2 separate regions of the Sus scrofa genome follow, and region 1 is linked to region 2. Evidence: chromatin contacts called from public Hi-C data. All regions are on one chromosome and are shown on one strand. Each heading gives the region's core, a stretch centred on a gene start, on an enhancer-like site or on the middle of the called end of the contact. The rest is flanking DNA. Distances are from core to core; before and after follow the strand shown. Region 1 holds the start of CRB3 (protein crumbs homolog 3). Region 2 holds the start of TNFSF9 (tumor necrosis factor ligand superfamily member 9).

Region 1 (6,684 bases), core at 3,743-6,242, 40 kb after region 2:
AGTTTCCCAGGACCAACTTCTACAGCTCAGAACTGTCCACTGGATTTTATCCTTTGCTCTTTTGAACACTGACACGTTTTTATGATGCTCTGTTTTCTGCCACTCCTCTGTTTCTGTTTCATTGGAAGGGCTGGTTATTGCCTCCAGGAATATTCCTTTTGTCTTAGTCAAAGGGGCAAAGTGTGTATTGACTTCGTAGGTGGTCCACGGGGAATTTGAATATATTGTTGAGACACATGTGAGCAGATAGCAAGACGAAGCAAAGCTGTCCACAGGGTTGGAGGGCTGAGTTCTCAAGATCCCGGGGCCAAATCATGCTCAAGTCTAATTCTCTTTTGGCTCCTCCAAAGGCAAAGAGTGGCTTGAAGGGTGTGCAGAGTCTTCTGATGTACAAGGTAAAGCTAGGGACCAAGGCGAAAGGGGCGGCGGGGGAAGGGGCTCCTGGCTCACCCACCTTGTTCCTAGGATGGGGACTCTGGCCTGCAGAGGGGGGGCTCCCTGAGGACCCCTTCCCTCACCAGCCGATCAGATCGCCTGCAGCAGCGGCTGCCCATCACCCAGCACTTTGGACAGGTGAGAAGCCCCTGCCCCCATCACCAATGCACACACCTGGAACTATCACCAGGTCCTCCTCCATCCCCCATCTCCATCCAGACATCTCGTCTACCCCAAAATGGGGTGCCCACTTCACCCATTCACCCTCCTTTCACACAACCCCCAATCCTGAGGCCCCACCCCCACCGCCCAAATCTGTCCTTTGCAGAACCGGCCCCTTCGGCCCAGCAGGAGACTCCGGCTGGAAGAGAGACCTTCTGAATCCCTCGGGGAGGGGTAAGGCTCCAAAGCAAGGGGAGGAGGCAGTGTTGGAAATGGGGGTCCAGGACTGATGAGGAAGTTGGTCCCCAAACTCCAGACCCTTCAGAGTAGCCAGTCTTGGGCAGATATCTGAGGCCACCCATCCTCACCCAGGACACCCCCTCTGAGTCCTGGGGATGCCCAGGAACCATGGGCAGAGGAAGCTCTGGACGGCAGCTTTCTGGGCTCTGGAGAAGAACTGGATTTGCTGAGCGAGATTCTGGACAGTCTGAGCACCAGAGCCACAAGGACCAGCAGCCTGCGGCCCAGCCAGAGTTTAGATTGCTGCCACAGAGGGGACCCGGACAGCTGCTTCAGCCTGGTGAGAGCCCCCTTGTCCTTCTCCATTTGCCCATCCACCTTGCCAGCCTCTCCTCCACCTCCAGGACGGCAACTTCTCTCCCCACCCCGACCCAGCCTGACCTATCAGGAAGACCAAGATGGCAAGCAGATGACGAGACACCACCAGAGCCCCGGCCCTTGTCCCTGCCTGTCAGCCCGCCATCTCTGCACACCCCCCAGCTTTTGGATGCCGGGACCTCCTCAGAACACCCCATTTCCCAGCTGCCCCCAGAGGCCAGCGGAGAAATCGCTTCTCCATCAGGGCCTTCAACAGCTTCTGCAGACCCCAGCAGCAAAGGGGACTCCGTATCCTCCCTCACAGAGCCCCAGTCTCTAACCCTCCACCTCTCCCCTCCCCACAAGGCAAGCGAAGACCCCATAGCCCAGGAGAACCCCAGCTCCCAGCTCTCCACCCAGCCCCACCCTCCAGAAAGCCCTCAACGTCCGGTCCCCACCAAGCCCAACTCAGATACGACCTGGACATCCCAACCCCTTGATTCTTCCTCGGATCCTGGTTCCCCAGAGAATCCCAGAGCCCAGCCTTCTGAGGTCCTGCAAGTGGAGCACACTCACCTCCAGCCCCCCAAGGAGCTGGGAGGCCCCGGACGCCCTGCTAGCACTTGGCAAGAGCCTGCAACCAGGAGCCGGCCCAGAGTCTCTGAGCTTAAAAAGTGTTTTGAAGCTTAAGGATCAGGGTCTGGAGGAGAATCCAGCCCCTCAATAAAGCCGCCAAGATCCCAAAGCTGGTTTTTCCTGGTGGGTTTATCTGGGAGCCTTCTTTCTGCTCAGAAACCGCCCCCCCACACACACACACCTTTCCTGCTGAGGCAGCCTCCAGCTGACTCTTGGGTGCAGCTAAAAGCCCCTCCTCCCTTCCAGGAAGCCCTCCCAGCCCCTAAGTTCCTCCAGACCTTACAATTCATCTCTCAACAGCCTCTGCACCCTGCACGTGTCTCCTTCACCTAGGCTAATACCTGTCCCCACCAGCCCTCCAAAGGTTTAATTATATATATCGCACTCCCCATTATACATAGAGAGATATATAAAAAGTAAGCCACCTCACTCTCCCTTGCCTTCAAGGGCAGAGTCTTTGAAGCACCTTCTTCCCTTCTATTCTTAAGCCCTGGCCGGGTTTGATTGCCCAGAAAGGACTCTGCCTTCCCCCAAGGTAACACAGCCAGGAAGGGTGATGGATAGAGGAAAGGGACCTAGATGGGCAGGCAGCCCCGCACCGTCTCCTTGGAGTCCTGGGGAGCCCGGGCCTCAGCTGCGTGGGAGAACTGAAAGGAAAGGAGATGGGAGTTGTTGGGCTTTTGTGGCAAGGGGACAGATGGCTGAGCCAAGGTGGTGCAGCAAGCGGGGAGGCGGGTCCCCAGCCCTGGCACCCCAACAGCGGGCAGAGACAAGCAGAGGTGGCATGCTTCGAAGAGCCCGCCCAGCAGGCACCCCTTGGCCCCCCAGGTCCTCCTGAACCATCAGAGGCTGGTGTCTCAGTGGCGGCTGCCATATGTGAGCAAGTGCCGGGCAGTCCTGGGTAGTGGTGGTGGCTGCGGCCAGCCCCAGGGTTCAGATGAGCCGCTCCTCAGGCGGCAGCTTGAGGTTGGGGGGTGGTGGAGCTCGGGCACCCACCTGCTCCTCACTGCTGGGCCGGTAGGTGCCCTCTGTCTGCCGCTTTTCCCGAAGCTTCCGCACCAGTAGTGCCAGGCCCACAGCCAGGAGCAGGGCGGCCAGGAGGGAGAAGACCACAATGATGGCAGTGATGGCCTCCTGAGACTGTGGGAGAGGGGAGAGGTGTGACCCACCTGAACCTGGGTCTCCTGTCCACCCCCACCTGAGAATCAGCTGGGGAACCCTAATCCCTTCCCCCCACACCTGCCACTTTTGCTGATGGGGTTCCTCTATCAGGATTCCTGATCTCCATCAATCACATCTGGTCCTGGACTCCCCCATCTGCCATGTCTGGGGTCCACCCGAAGCACCTGCCACATCTAGTTCCTAGCTCCCCCCTACCCCCTGCATGAGAGGCATATGAGGCTCCTGACTCCCCACTCTTGCTATGTATGATATTCTCTCTTTTTTTTAATGGCTGCACCCGAGGTACATTGAAATTCCTGGGCTAGGGATCCAATACAAGCCACAGCTGCAGCAACATCCAATCCTTAACCCACTGCACTGGGCCAGGGATTGAACCCAGGCCTCAGCAGTGACCCAAGCTGCTGCAGTTGGATCCTTAACCCGCTATGCCAGAGTGGGAAGTCCCCGTGTACGGTATTCCTGTCCACCCCTTCCTGGGATTCTTGGCCTCTCCATTTGCCATGCTGGAATCTGGTCTCTCCCACTTAGGGTCCTCCAATGCCCTCCTCCACAAAAACTTAACCAGCTACCTCCGGGAGTCTAGGCCCCTCCACCTGCTAGAGAGGGACTCCTGAATAACACATCCCTGCCGCCCTTCTGCACGTACACCCCAACTCACCAGGCCCCCACTGGAGCCAGAGCCGGCGGCGGAGGGTGTAAAGGAGCTGCTTGCATTTGCAGGGGAGACTGATGCTGTGGGAAGGGAGGGAGGAGAAAGGGTAGAGAAGATGAATGAATCTCCATCTACCCTTTCCATCTTGAGACGTCTGCATCTTCCTTGGGCATCCCCTCATCAGACCTCTGCACTTCTGCGTCTTCCATTAGGTCAGTACCCTCCACACAGGGGCCACCCCCAAACCAGCAGTAAGTAATCAGCTAACAAGTTTGCAGTTAGCATGGAGTTGGGGGCTATTGTAATGGATGGTGTCCGGAAGCCCAACCCCACCTCTCCGGCCCTCCCTCTGCCCTTAAGGATCTGGGCGGATCCTGCCTTTCCCTGGAGTGTCTGACTCACACCTCCCCCAAGGCTCCCGAAACTGGACTAGAGGGCTCACTGAAAGGCAGGGTCCACACCTATGGTCAACCTGGGCTTGGAGCCCCAGGCAGGCCTCCTCCTGACTCCCAAGTCCCCCAAACTCTTCAACCATACTGAGACTCAGGCATGCAGGCCTCTTCCCCCAGCTCACCATTCCGCCCAACTCAGGAATTCTCCTAGGCCAGCTCTAACCATCCAAGGAAGAACTCAGAAATTCTAACCCCTCAGCCCTGACCCTGTAGAATCCTGCCCCCCAAGGCATTCTGTGTCAGCTCCTGGGTTCCTGACATCTCAGGGACCCAGGAACCCAGCGCTTCTAACCCCAGAGCCCAGCAACCCCAGCTGGTACCTACTTTGCCCCCAGACCCGGCCCCAGCGGGCCAGCAGCAGCGGCAGGCCGAGCGCCAGGAGCAGCCCCAGACCGGGGCTCGCCATGGGCCGGGCAACGAGCTGGTGGCACCAGGGACGGGGCTTGTCGCGCACACCACTCCTACCGCATCTCCGGCCGGGGATACCTTCGACCCCTCACCTGGGAGCAAAAGAAGGAGAAAGGCCGGGGCGTGGGGGAGGGGGCCAGACCCGGGCGCAGGCCCATGGGAGGGGCGACCCGCGCCGTGCACCCGGGAGCCCCGCCCCGCCCCCGTCGCCAGAGGTCAGAGATTAAAGATTAACTCGCGGCGGCGCGTTCCAGGGGCTGGGAAAAGGGGAGAGGAAAGGGGGAAAGGGCGGCAGGCCAAGCCTAGCGACTTGCCTCCCTACCTGGCCCGAGCGTCTTCAACCTCACTCAAGTTCCTGGTCCCGGTCCCTCTCTCGAACCCTCAGTGCGTCGGTCAGTGCTCGGTCGGACTCTTCCAGCTCCGCCCGCTCACGTGACCCGGAAAGTTTAGTCACTTACCTGGGAGGGGAGCGCACTTCCGGCTTATGCACCTGAGCCTAGATGAGAGGGCGGAGCCAAGCAGGGGCGGGGCCGCGCCACGGACGCACCTGTAACGGGAACCCAATCCTATTATTCGGAGGGAGTAACTAGGGGCGGAAGGGCGCAGGTGCAAAAGAGGCCTCCCACCACCTGCACTGAGGGCACCTCTGTAGAAGCATCCAGATGTGGAGACACCTGAGACTTGGAGACACTCCTGTCTGGGACAGACCGGGATAGGGGGCCTCTAATGAAAAAAACACCTGTGTGGGACACACCTGCATGGGAGTGAACGTGTATAGAAAACATCTGCACGGATGTGTAAGAATGTCTATTGGAGACTTCTGCTTTGAATCCTATCTATTTGGAGTATAGCTGAATGGAAGCATAGCTGTGTGGAAAATAGCTGTATAGAACACACTTGCATTATAACAAACACCTGGCTGAGGCACTTTGGCACCGGTTACATCTGCTTGGAGAACACCTCTGGGTGGCTCACCTATGAAATGAACAAGACTTGCATGAGAAATTTCTGTGTGAAAAGATGTTAGAGACACCTGTATGAGACACACCTGCATTTAAGTACACCTTCAGGGGACCCAGATCAATGGAAAGCCCCATATGGGTGAATACTTAAACAGAACACATCAGTGGTAGGGTAGGCCATATAATGCATACCTGGGTGGTGTAACACCTGTTGAGAAACATACCTGTGAGGTGAAGGAAAGAGACTTGCATGAGGGGAAGCTGGGTAAAACTGAGCTCGACTGAGATGAAGAGCTGAGAATGTCTGCATGAGGAACACTCACTGAAGCACAAGGTGGGGGGGGCGTGTGCATTAACGTCTACCTGTCAGGGATGTACCTGTGAGAAAACACTTGTTTAGGGCATCTTCGTGGGAAAATATCAGTATCCCCCGGATTGTAGGGCACCTTCCAAGAACCACCTGTGAATAAAAACATCTCTGAGGGGACTCTCTATAAAAGGCTTGTCTTGGACACACCTGTTTGAGCACACCTGTCTGGGCAGAAGCTTAGTGGAACCATATGTACCCTCACTGGCCATATATCTTGGGATAAAGAAGGGTGGTGATAAGACGACCCCCTTCTAGGGACTCTGGAGTGAAGAGTGATGGTTAAGGAAAAATTAATCCCTTCTAGGATACAGAGTATTGATGGGTAAAAATCTCAGGTCGGCTTAAAGCTCTGCCTTGCCCCTTACTGATCATGTGGACTGGGGCGACTGGCTTACCCTCCTGTTTCTTTATCTGTGTACTGGGAAAAACAGACCCACCTACTTTATAGGGATTTGACGAAGACGACTCGAGAAGTGAGTAAAAGGCCTGGCTTGTGCAACGCACTGAATCAGTGTTAGCTATTGTTGTAATTATTCGCCTTCAAAAGGTCTGGGCGCCCCTCCCCCTAATGGTGAATCGAGAAACTGCGCCCGAAACTAGTGGGAGGGACATTCGGCAGGTGCAGCGAGCGCGACAGACCGGTGCCCCGCCTCCATCGCTCGGCTATAAGGTCTTCATCCCCAGCTACTCCTAGGACTCTGAGATCTGCACCAGGAGAGTCGGGAGAAAGCAGACTGCTTGGTGTCCGGCCAAGGCCCCTTTAAGACTTTTGGGCGAGTCGGGGGCGGTGGGGCCCAAGGCAGCCCAGGGTCAGAGGGGAGGCCCCGC
Region 2 (6,989 bases), core at 3,388-5,887:
ATGCAATACACAACCTTCAAAAATGATATACAAAATACTCTGCATTGCAAATTCTGGTAAAGCAACGATAATAGAAAAAATAAAAATTGTTATTAAAAAAGAACACTAGTGAAAATAATGCAAATATGTACACAGGTTAATATATATTAAAAAAAAAAATTCTGGGAATGGGAATTCCCACTGTGGCACAGCTGGTTAAGGATACAGCGTCATCTCTGTGACAGCTTGGATTCAATCCCTGGCCCAGGAACTTCCATAGGCTGCAGGCGCAGCCAAAAAAGAAAATAATAATAGTAAAATACATTGCATTGCAAATTTCACACAGCCAAAAGTGATTCTCACAGAATGCCTTCCTTGACTTGTCTCACTCTTGTACCCAGAGCCAACCTATGGTGGTAAGTGACAAACCAGTGAATGTAGGCTGCTAATTTCCTTTAAAGACTGAAGTGGAATGGAACAATAAAGATGTGCGTCCACACTTCACTTGTTTTTTGCTGGTGTGAGCAACTTACTTGCTAAATCAGATAATGGTTTAAAAACATTAAAGACTTCCTTGATTTTGTGTGTGTGTGCACTATTCGCGATGTAACAGCTACAGACAAGACACACTTAAGTGTAATCTACATGTATCCTTTATTATCCATGTTTAATAGACTTTAAGTATAGACAATGAATAAACAATAAACCAAGCCCGGACTTGTAACCTATGCCGCTTCTCATAGTGTAAATACTTTCACCAAGACCGATTCTAACTTACTAGTGTGGCGTCACAGAACACAGACTTGACAAGCGACGTTCTGCAAAATGGCATTACACAGTATTTGTACATTATACAGTATGTATCACCAGATACAATAAAGGTAAAAAAACAAACAAAAACAAAAAACCCTCAAGAGAATAAATGACAGTAACATGGGAATAATAAAATCCCTAAGGCACAGTGAAATCATAAGACTCAAGATAACTCATGTAGTAAATACTCAATACATAGCAGTCATTCTGTTTATAGTTTATTATACAGTAGCAACCCCACCTCACATCATCCCTCATAGTCCAATTACACATGGTCACATAATACCAGGGTCAAGCCACTGTATTAGAACTTCAGCTTGACAAAAGCTGCAGGTTTTGTGTCGTCTTGTTCATGGCTGTGTCCCCAACACCTAAAACAGTGCTTGATTAAAGTTGAATAAATGAATAAAGCTCACACAGCAATTACAGGACCCCCCCCCACAAGCTAGCCCCATGAATTTCATGGGGGGAGGGGAGGCTGGGGTTGAGTCTCCTTTTCTCATATATTAACATAAATAAGGATTTAGGGGAGTCTTTTTTTTTTCTTTTTATGGCCACACCTGTGGCATATAGAAGTTCCCAGGCTAGGAGCCGAATCGGAGCTGCAGCTGCAGCCTATGCTGCAGCCATAGCAACGCTGGATCCAGGCTGAATCCACGACCTACAGCACAGCTTGCAGCAATGCTGGATCCTTAACCTACTGAGCAAGGCCAAGGATCAAACCCACATCCTTATGGATACTACATCGGGTTCTTCACCTGCTGAGCTACAATGGGAACTCTGAGGGGTCTTTTTTGTTTGTCAATGTTTCTCCAGCCCTTCACCTGGCCGTGCCTGGCACCAAGCATGAGCTCAATAAATATAAGCTGAATGGATCAATATACATGTAATATAATATGGATTAATATACATGTAATATAATGTACACTGACTGAGCTCAGGCTCAGAATAAATACCAAGGGTTCGATTTGGGGCAGGAGTGACTCCCAAAGAGTCCTGGAAGAAGGGGTCAGCAGCACAGACCCCTGCCCAGCCCAGTGAGGTAGAGCAGCCAGGCCCCATCAACCAGGGGCCCCAACAAAAGAAGACAAGATTCAGTCTTGGTCTAGGGGGTGGCACCTGGGCCTGGGGTCATGAGAGCTGGTGTGAAGGGAGTACAGCAGGGGCTCTGGTGGCCACACGGAAGAGGCCCAAGGCCGTGGTGTCCAAGAGCTGCCAGGTGAGGGGCTTGCGGAGTTCAGGGTGCAGGTGGACACCCAGGCGCTGTCCAGCACCCAGGTGCAGCAGGCCACCCCGGAAACCAGCGGCTGAGTTCCCTGAGGATGGGGGTGGCAGGTCCAAGGTCAAGGCCAAGGCGGTGGCCTCAGCGTGGGAAGGCTGCAGGTGCAGGGCAACGGAGACGGAGCCGGAGCTGATGTTGCTGTTGCTGTTGCTGTTGACGGCCACCACGCGCTTCAGTGCCAAGTGCAAGAACACATAGTAGATTCCAGCCTTGACCACCACCAGCTCATGTGTGTCCCTGTCATATCTCACACCTGGCGTCAGAGTCACACCTTTCATCCCTGGCTCGCTGCACCAGTGCAGGGGCCCTTCGGTCAGCTTTTCTGTGAGCAGAGAGCAGGATACACTCAGCATGTGAGCAAGGCTGAGGGGGTGGGGGTGCAGCCCTGGGGAGAGGGTAGGGGGTGCTCTGAGGGAGAGAGGACAGGAGGCAAAAGTGGGGAGGGTGTCTGAGAGAGAGAAGGAGACTCAGAGAGGGAAGAGCATCCCAAAGGGAGCTGGGGCTGAGGGGGAAGGAAAAGGGGCAGGGGGGGATAGAAGGGAGGAAAGGGTTTCAGAGGAGGGGAAAGACTCTCCAGAAGTGGGAGAGTGATGAAGAGAAGGGGGGGGACCCCAGAAAGAAGAGGGAATGTACGATGGGGGAGGGGGCGCTCCTAGGGAAGAAAGGGGTACGGAGGGGGAGTTGAGGGGAATGGGGGGGCAGAGACCGAGTAGAATGGAGAAGAGGACTCAGAGAGGAAGAAAGGAGGAAAGGGGATCTGGAGCCCAGAGGGCAGGGAATGGAGGGGGCGGTTGTCAGGAAGAAGGAAAAATCCAAGGGTAAAGATTGGGGAAACAAGGGGTCTGACCTGGAGAGAAGTAGAAAACGGAGGAAAGATAAAGGGAAAGGCGGAAGCGGTGGGAAGGGTAAGGAGGGAACTCCAAGGCGAGGAGGAGTGGGGAGGTGGCCACAGGTCCAGAAGCGGGAAGGAAAGGTGTGGGGAGAAGAGTCCCGAAGGGGGGCGGTCTCCGAGAGAGGATGGGAAGAGATTCTGGAAGGGGGAGGGGCAGAGGGAGGGGCAGAGAGGAGGGTCTCCGGAAGTGGGCGGGGACATCTTTGGGAAGGAGGGTGGCCTGAAGGAAGAAGGGAATACAGGGCTTCGGAGGACGGTCCAGAGCTCCCAGAACCAAATGGGAGAGACTCGATCTGGCTGGGATTTGTGGGATCCAGCCCCAGCTCTGATGGCCGGGGCGGGGGGGAGGGGTGGCGTCGGAGGTAGGCACAGATGGGGCTTAGAGGAAGAGTCCCAGAGTGACAGAGAAGGTTCTAAAAGGAGAGGGGATGTTTTTCAGAGAAAGGGGAGAAAGAGGGTCAGATTGGGTCAGAGAAGAGGCCTCCCTCTCCCGGGGCTCTTCGCCTTGGTGCACCCCCCACCCTCCCCTTCCAACCCCACCCCCCCCATGTCGTGGGGAGTCACTCACCACCCTCCGCCACCACCAGCTGCGCGAAAACATCCTGCTGGAACATGCCCTGCCGACAGAGGAAAAGCAGAGAGTGGATGGAGGGCCCTCCTTCCCGCACCCGCAGCCCTCTGGAAAGGCGGCGGGGTCCCCAGGATCTGCGCAGGCCTTGAATCTACGTTCCCATCCCGCTCCAAATGAGCGCGCGCGCGGGGGCGAGCGCGCACACACACACAGGTACGCACACCCTACCCCAGTACCGCCGTCTGCAAGGGCGGCACCCCGAGAACTCAGGAGGGAAAAGAGAGTCCTCCAGGGAGACTTGGCACAGGAGAGTCGGCAGGGAAAATCGGATACCCCAGAGGTCCGAGAGAAAATTGAGGTTCTCCGGGAATGAGGAAAGAAAGGGGGAGCCCCATCAACTGTTCAAGATAAAAGGCCCCTTGGGCTCCGCGATGGAGAAAGATCCCCTCTGGGGCCCGGGATGCAGATAGGGTCTCACGGCGTGTAGGTAGAGAAGGGGTGCCCCCACGAAGTCCTGGATAAAGAAAGGGTGCCCTCGGAGGTCCAAAGAGGACGGGTGGGGGCGTTGTGTCCCTCCACCCTCGGCTTGAGGTGCAGAAAGAGCCTCGCCGAGGGCCTCTAGATGGAGAAGGGGTCCCGGGGTGGGACTGGGGTCTCGCCTGGGTTCCTGATCGGGCCGCATCTCACCTGTGGATAGTCTGGGAAGCCGGCCAGGGCGTCGGACGTCAACTCCGGACCCTCTGGCAGTCGCGGGCTGGGCGCGGGACCGGGCGCGGCGGGGGCCCCGGGCGCGGTCCAGGAGCGCACCAGGCAGACGGCGCTGGCGGCTGCGAACACTAGCAGCGCGGCGCTCAAGGCCCAGGGCAAGGGGCTGCAAGCTCGGCCTCGGGGCGCGGGAGGCCTCTGGGCCTCGGGGTCCTGGTCGACGTCGGAGCTGGAGCTCATGGCCGGCGACGGACAGCTGCGGTCCGGGTCCCAGCGCAACTCACTTTATACCCAATCCGGAAGCGCTGCTTTCCGGGGAGTGGCCGCCGGGGATCCCAGCGATGTGCTGGGTACGTTGGTTCCCGCCCGCCCCGCCCCGCCCCTTCCACCTTCGGTCAGAACTTTCCCTAACTTTCTTTTCCCTAGATCTCTCCCTCTCTCCATCTCCTTTCTCTCTCTCTCTCTCTCTCTCTCTCTCTCTCTCTCTCTCTCTCTCTCTCTCTCTCTCTCTCTCGCCCTCCAAGCCCTGCTCCACCAAATCCTATTATCTAATTCTCTTTCGTCTCCCCAGTTAGCTCCCTGGGCCTCTCTGCTTCTCTGTCTCTCTGCCTCTCTCCCGAGTTTCTTCTCACTCCCTAGGCCCCCAGCACTGGGGCTCCCCCAGGGCTCCCCTAAACCCAGCACTTCTTCAGGGGGCTCAGAGGACAGCCAGGCCTTATCCCCCTTCACCTCCGGAGCAAAAGACCCCTCCCCCCAGTGGAACCCTAAGTGCCATGCTCGACCCTCGCCCCCCTTTCCTAGGGACCCCTGGGTCGTCCCTGGCCTGCCCCCACCCACCTAGACGCTTCCCGTCAGCGGCCCCCTAGACCCCACAAGCAGAAGGTTGGAGAGTCCAGGTGGAGAAATTCCCCTTGTAGGAAAAGGACAATCTCGAGTGAGGCGAAGGAAACTCAAATTTCCCGTTTGCTCTCCCGTGGTGTAGGCGGGGGCGGGAGGAGGAGCAGAGAAGCTGCCAAAACTCGGTCCCCAAAAGAGGAAGCAACCCTGGATTGAGAGATGGCCAGCCCTAGAAAAGCCCTGGGCTCCCACAGAAGCCCTGCTCTGCCCAGTCCAGCCGGGTAGCCACCAGTCAACTTTTCTTCACCCTCTCCAGACCGCACTCTCCCTGTAGACAGAGGAGGGGAGGTGGGGAGGGGATGTGTGGTTGATCTCTGTGGTCTACTGTCCACCAGGGGCCCAGGAAATGGGGAGTAGGGGGGAGTTTGGGTTCCACAGAACAAGGGTCAGTTTCAGGCCCTGTATTCAATCTCATATTAAGCCTCTCTGGGGAACTAGGAGGCCGAACAATCATGACACTATTATTGACACACAGGTGCTAAAAGCTTCCTTTTCCGTTGTACCAGCAGTTTGGTTTATAAGGTGTGATGCCCCAACCAGCATCACCTCTTAGTTCTGAACTTATAGCACCTCAACCGACACCTATTGACAGTCTAGGAGCGGGCCCCCTGCCATCAGTGTCTGAAGGAACCTTCCAGAAGATTCTGCCACTTGCCATCGCACCTGATGTCCCTCTGCCTGGAATGATCTATGGCCGTCTGGATTCTAGCTGTCCTTCTGAGTAAAGAGGATGAATTCAACTCTAGCTTTCTTCTTGTACCATCTCTCAAACCCCCACTGCAGTTGATACTTAAGAGACTTTTGGTGTTAAAAACCTAAACCCAAATGGCAAGCCATCAGGGTGGAATGCTAAATATAATTTCTCTGCCGAAATGCCACCATCACCACGACTCCAAGCCTCGGTCGTTGGTGACCCCCTGCCAACCCCAGAAGAGAGTGTTGTGGGTGGCAGCTAAAATAGGAGAGTTGATTGAAAGGAAATTCCTGAAAGAGATACCAGCTCTTCTCCCCATCAGGGTGGAAACACAATAGGTTTTTTTTTTTTCCTCCAGATAACGGAAATGGCAGAGTTTCTGGGGGGAGGAGTGCAGTTGCGGGTGGACAAATCACGCTAAAAGCATGGGTAAAGCAAACGTGAGCGCGAATGCTGGAGTTTCCCACCTAGATCCTCACCCCCAACTCAGCAGCCAGGACCTGAAAAACAGAGATGGTGGGATCCCTTCCCCAAGGCATCTGGTCAAACAGAAAGATAGATAAAAAGATACTGAGGCCAAAGCGCTCTCTCCAGATCCCACTGCTCTGCCAAGAAGCTCACATGCCACGGGCTAATCTGTTTATTATTAAGCCCTACCCCCAGCCCCCAAACAGCAGGCCACAGCCAAGGACTGCTTGAGCTGACAAAAAGAGGAATTCAGACTCACTATCTCGGACAATCCAATTGAAAGTGTCTCTCTCTCTCTCTCTAGGGCCCAGTTACATCACCTCATGAAATTTCCTCACCAGCAGTTTCCACCACGTGAAGTAGTCTTGTTTGTTTACTTGCTCATGGTTGTTTCTCCCACGAAACTTATTTCCCAAAGAGAAGCACCTTCACTTGCATTGTGTTTTCGTGCTCTCTCCAATACCTAGAAAAGTGCAGGCCTCAAAATACTGAATGAATGAATGAATGGGAGTTCCTGTGGTGGCACAGCAGAAGCACATCTGACTAGGAACCATGAGGTTGCCAGTTCGTCGATCCCTGGCCTTGCTCAGTGGGTTAAGGATCTGGCATTGCTGTGAGTTGTGGTGTAGGCCTACAGCTGTGGCTTGGGTTGGACCCCTAGCCTGGGAATTCCCATGTGCCATGGGTG

What was found. Hi-C and Micro-C count contacts between places; a contact is called where the count stands out from the background.
Region 1: a Hi-C map of epiblast stem cells shows a contact between it and region 2, with 6 times the contacts expected there. The contact joins the promoter of CRB3 here to the promoter of TNFSF9 in region 2. A contact is called at or near these places in 2 of 47 Hi-C or Micro-C datasets (adipocytes and epiblast stem cells) and 1 of 2 datasets of contacts at active chromatin or transcription factors (alveolar macrophages).

What each region holds. Positions count from the first base shown.
Region 1 is chr2:72,618,274-72,624,957 of Sscrofa11.1, forward strand. CRB3 (protein crumbs homolog 3) reads right to left here and starts at 4,993. Exons shown (of 5, transcript XM_003123115.4): 1 at 4,847-4,993; 2 at 4,441-4,616; 3 at 3,671-3,744; 4 at 2,827-2,970; 5 at 1-2,477. The coding sequence starts at 4,522. The coding sequence ends at 2,406. It overlaps DENND1C (DENN domain-containing protein 1C), which reads left to right. Exons shown (of 23, transcript XM_003480816.4): 19 at 351-395; 20 at 466-573; 21 at 764-831; 22 at 970-1,177; 23 at 1,273-1,939. The coding sequence ends at 1,884.
Region 2 is chr2:72,578,197-72,585,185 of Sscrofa11.1, forward strand. TNFSF9 (tumor necrosis factor ligand superfamily member 9) reads right to left here and starts at 4,638. Exons shown (of 3, transcript XM_003480815.3): 1 at 4,225-4,638; 2 at 3,535-3,583; 3 at 615-2,396. The coding sequence starts at 4,482. The coding sequence ends at 1,924.